Linked DNA regions of Gossypium hirsutum: region 1 is linked to region 2. A link is a contact called in public Hi-C data. All regions are on one chromosome and are shown on one strand. The core of a region is the stretch at or near the end of the contact, and the rest is flanking DNA. Distances in the headings are between cores, read along the strand shown. Region 1 has its middle 8.1 kb from the start of LOC107944346. Region 2 has its middle 11 kb from the start of LOC121202982.

Region 1 (2,700 bases), core at 196-2,695, 41 kb before region 2:
AGGGGCGGCAGAGTGTAATATTGTAATGCAAAAAATGGCATGGTTCACATGCTCCGTTTCATAGTCTAGGGAAAGAAGCATTGATTCTCCTGATAATTAATTAATGGGGGCACTATTGAAGTTACCAAATGCATTGTACTCCACCAAAAACAATGTTGTTTTTCTCTCCCTTTTGTCCAATAGTTTAATTTAGGAAAATGTTGGTGTTTTCCTCGATAACCTGTCGTAAGTCTTATCTACATACATTAGCAGAAGCAGAGGAAGTCAATCTACCATAAATTTTGTTGACGAGTTTGGATGTAGGTGGACATCTTTTTTTTTTTTTTTTTAACGTATGCCCAATTGCCATCCGCAAATGAAGATCGGAAGAGGGTGAGGGTGCCAAGATTCTTTTTAGCGACTAAATCCACCATATCCGCAGTTGTCGTACCATAATTTTGAACGGTGCTTTTCTTTTAATATTAAATTTTGCAATTATGTTTTCGCGGGTTACAAATCTAGAAATCTACCTTGGTGGTACGTACGGGGTCCTGCTTAGACTTGATTTCATTCATCAAGCTCATCAAGATATTGTTTGTACAGCTAGGAGCTTATACGCCTCAATAAAACTACACGTGATTATGCCTCAATAAGTTTCAAATTAAGTAACTAACTAATCTGATTATGATTAATTAACTTTGAAATTGATCATAATCTTTTACAATTATATAGGCTAACCAGTAAAAACATTAAAATGAATTCTTAAATGATTAATTTCACTTAAAAGAAAGAAGAAGCAAAGATTAAGTGTAAATACTTCAAATATTATTACAAAGTCGCACATATAAACTTCGCATGCTTACAAACAAAACAAATATGTAAATGTTGTCCCTTAATAAATAATTCTCTCATTTAGAACAATTTAATAGGGTAAATCATCAATATTGAGCTTCTTTGGTGAAGTAAAATTTGTACACTAATGCTAATATAATTAGAATGGAATGATTATAGTTCGATAATAGTACGAATTAGGCTTATGAAAATATAGGTTCAAGACTACTTGGAGTAAACACAAAATCAATTACTCCGGCTCAACAATATAATATCACTTTGCACATTCTCTATAATAAAAGTCTTTAATTTGACCTGTCAAGATGCTTGGCTTTAAATTTCAAGAATTGAAATCTTCTACTTGTCTAATAGGTAACACTATTAATAAATTTTTAAATGATTAAATATATTTAAATTAGATAAGAATGAAAAATTAAATTTCTAAAATTAACAAATTTCAAATATAAGGAGGGTGCAGTTGAATTAGACGACTAGATTATTATGCCAATAAAAATAGGTGAAGTGGAGGTGCTGCTTAAATTTGATTTTAGACCCAATTGTTTATCAGCCCAAAAAAAATCATCTCAGGCTGAGGATCCTTATTCTGGGCCACCCAACAGGAATATAAAATAAGAGCCAACATAGTCTTACAAAACCCACGTACACCAGATAAGCAAATGAGAGACAGAGGGTCGAGGGCGTTGTCATTTCATTTTACATGATTTCTGGATCCGGTTGTGTGTGAGGAGTTGACGACTGAGTACAGATGCCTCTGCTACCGCATCGGGGTCCTTCAAGAGGTCAAGGTCAAGTTCAAGATATTTTTCGACAAAGAAATTAAAAAGTTTTTGAATTTGAACTATTTAACATTTTATGCTGACGTTAAAGTTTACAAAATGAGACCACAAAATATTGTTTATTTAAACAAATACATTAAAAAAACTTTTATCTTTACCACATATTACAGCTTTATTGATTTTAGAAGAAATAATCCAATTAGTTCAGTGACTAATTTTCTACTAATATTTTTATTAATTTCAGGTGAGTTTGGATGGACGGTGTGTTTACCTGCGATTAGTGTAAAAACAGCGGTGACAGTGAGATTAGATACTGTAACGATACTCTAGCATGAGACAAAAAGTAAGCTAAACGCACCGCACCGCACCGCACCACACACCACTACCCATCCAAACCCACCCTTCATCTCTTCAGTTATTCTCTTAGAGTGGGTAGGGCAATGTTGGAAAGTGGAATAAGAGAAATAAGTTTTAAAAAAGGTTTTGGTAGAGAAAAAGAGAAAAATATTAGGATTGACACTCACTTTTACTATGAATTTCTTTTTTTTTTTTGCTTTTGAGCATTCAACTTATATATACTATGAAGGGGTATTTATAAAAACTTGCAACATCCCCAAGCATGAGTAACTTAGAAGGTGTTCAACTCAAGTGACATGTCCTTCTTGAATTTTTCAAACAAATTTAGATTATTTTCCGTAAAGATCAAATCGTCCACATAAAGACAAACAACCAAGATATCATCACCATCATTTATCTTGATATAAAGAGCATATTCATGATGACACTGTACAAATCCATTACCTTGAAAGTACTTGTCGATGAGACTATATCATGCTCGGGGTACTTATTTCAACCCATATAGTGTCTTCTTTAGCCTTAGACATTTATCTCCTTGCCTGTTGACTTTGTATTCCATGGGTTGTTCAATATAAGCTTCTTCTTCTTCCAAAAACCCATTAAGAAATGCTGACTTTAAATCAAGTTGATGTATTTTCCACTTCATTTGAGTCACCAAGGAAATAAGTAAATAAATTGTTTCAATTCAAGCAAGGGGTGCAAAGACTTCATCATAATCAATCTCATGCTTTTACTT
Region 2 (2,700 bases), core at 67-2,566:
TCCTCCCTAATCGCTCTGAAATTGCTTAATAGACTTGCCAAACTGTGTCTTAATTAACTGTTGAAACTGAGTAAAATATTCTATTGCTTAAGCTTTTTGATGTAAAAGATAAACCCAAGTAAACCTAGTACACATGTCAATAAACGAAACGTAATATCTCTTATCATTACATGCAACAAATCCGGGACCCCAAAGATCAGAAACAATCAACTCAAAAGGACGATAGCTAGTAGTCGAAGGTGAAAAAGGCAACTTATGTGACCTCCCTTTTTGACATGCAGTACATATACCATCAAAACTATTTTTACTTGAAACATTATTACATTTATTTAGAATAGTCTTGACCACAGAAGCTGACGGGTGGCCTAAACGATTATGCCATAAAGCAAACACAGAACAATTTGCAACTGTACGTGGAACTTGTGAATGAGCAACAAATGGAGCAACATTAGACAGAGTAGAAACCACTGGCATAGAAAATTGATATAGTCCATCACGAATGCGGCTCGTCAGTAATGTCTCCCGAGTCACGACATCCTTAAAAATACAATGGGTAGGGTGAAACTCAAAAAACACACCATTATCACGAGCAAACTATGAGACGGATAAGAGGTTTTTTCGAATACTTGGCACATATAAAAAATTTGACAATCGTAACAACTTAGACTGAATAGGTAAAATAGCAATACCAATTGATGAAATTACCGCAGGAGTACCATCACCCATTAAAAGAAATGAAGTACCTGAATATGGCGTGACATCACGTAAAGCTGACACATCACGACAGACATGATGACTTGCTCCAGAGTCAGGGTACCAAGACGTGGTGTCACCGTGCACTGGAATGTACGAACCATCATCGCCAGTACTAGACCCAAGTTGAGCAGTATTGACATGAGAGCCAGATACTGATGGCTCAGAATAATCAGATGCATGTAAGTCCCCTAGCCAAGGAAGCCCAATACATGGTCCTGACCCAGTATAAACCCGAGCGCGTAGTTTGGTAAATCACAGACCCCGATCAACACCAATCGGTTCAGGCGAACCGGGATCAACTTGATCAACTTGAACAAAGTTAGAAGATGGTACACCATTCGGTCCAGCATTTTGTTCAATATTCGGCCCATGTGATGCATGCATAACATTCGGCCCATGTGACACATGCCTTCCATTCCCAGCAATAAATTCAAGTGGCGTATTGCCATTAAAATCAGGCCCATCATCAGTACCAAGATTACGCAAATTGGGCTTGTAACCATTAGCATATGAACGGCCATAGTCATGCTGAGTATATGACACATGTGGCCCACGTGCCAATTGTTCATTTTGCATGCCAGCACACCAATTTTGACCACCAGCATACCTATTTTGACTCGCATAGTTCCCTTGGCCATAAAATGTTCTTTGACTTTTCTGAAAAGGAGCCACACACTGTTCTTCACCATGTTGCGCAAACAACTCCGAATCAGACCTCTCAACACCAGACGGAACCCCTTGGTAAGAGATCGAAGGCATCACAGACGAGATATTCGAGTCTCGGTTTGAGTCACGATGGTAACGGTAGTAGCACTTCTGAGCCACTTGACCGAATTGACTACAGATTTGGCATTGAACGCGAGATCGAAAAGTTCTGCCATGGCCACGAACAGGCGTACGACCACTACGACTGTTCCCTTCAACAGACGACGCATCTTTAACAAGGTTTGCGTGCAAGTTTACTTCCTACAACACTTGAGCTTGACGATTCTCACAGTTAACTAAAGCATCAACCAAACGTTTTAATGACAAAATTCCAGTCGACAATCGAGCAGAAGAGATAACCGCCTCAAACTCCAGCGGCAAGCCCGCGAGCATCACCTCAATCTTCTCTTCATCAGAGATACGAGAACCAGAGGCATCTAACATAGCACACAAACTTTTAATTCGAGCAATGTAAGCTTTAATAGAAAGATTACCTTTCTTCAAAGAGTGAAGCTCATGCCGAATCCTTGACTGCTTGGCTCCAGTATCAGCCGCAAAGAGATTAATTGTCGTATTCCATATGTCACACACCGTGCAAGCATCATCAAACGACGATTGATGAAAAGAACTTACAGTAGACAAAAGCCAGAAAGTCAGAAGTCGATCTTGCTGCGTGAACACCTGAGCTACCGGATTTAGAGCACGAGATCCATCGGGCAGTGGAATGAATCGTGATGGTGGAGCAACGGTACCATCTAAGAATCCTATAAGTCCATAGCCATCAACGATTAATTTGACTTGTTTACGCCATTGAATATAGGTGCCGTCATCGAGTTTGACCACCTCATGCCGAGGAAAAATATTTGTGACACGATCACCGGTGAACACAGTAGAACTAGGCTCACCAGATGCAGAATCAGTAGAAGCCATGATAGACTATAATCCAGAATCAACTGGCGAATGATACCATGAAAGAACTACGAAAACAGAAAATAGAAATATCTAATGAAACAGAGAATGAGAGAATAAACTTCTTTCTTTTATTCAAAAATCCTTGATCTCTGAATACACAAGGTATAGTATTTATAGAGACTTGAGTAACTACTCTAAACTGAGCAACAACATTTTACCAGATTCACAACTAACTAACAACTTTCTACACTACTAATTCATGACAAACATAAATTAATATATATATAAATATATAAATTATGTTTGTCACGTGGCACCACCAAATTG

What was found. Hi-C and Micro-C count contacts between places; a contact is called where the count stands out from the background.
Region 1: a Hi-C map of leaf shows a contact between it and region 2, with 1.4 times the contacts expected there. The contact joins two enhancer-like sites. A contact is called at or near these places in 5 of 34 Hi-C or Micro-C datasets (anther, leaf and stem).

Annotation. Positions count from the first base shown.
Region 1 is chrD11:19,913,171-19,915,870 of Gossypium_hirsutum_v2.1, reverse strand. No RefSeq gene overlaps it. Among protein-coding and RNA genes, the nearest start is that of LOC107944346, 8.1 kb to the left of the region's middle. Within about 2 kb of position 1,445, at least 2 of the 9 cell types and tissues checked have an H3K27ac peak or open chromatin away from gene starts, as enhancers often do. A contact at or near this core is called in leaf, where this site is marked.
Region 2 is chrD11:19,872,222-19,874,921 of Gossypium_hirsutum_v2.1, reverse strand. No RefSeq gene overlaps it. Among protein-coding and RNA genes, the nearest start is that of LOC121202982, 11 kb to the left of the region's middle. Within about 2 kb of position 1,316, at least 6 of the 9 cell types and tissues checked have an H3K27ac peak or open chromatin away from gene starts, as enhancers often do. A contact at or near this core is called in leaf, where this site is marked.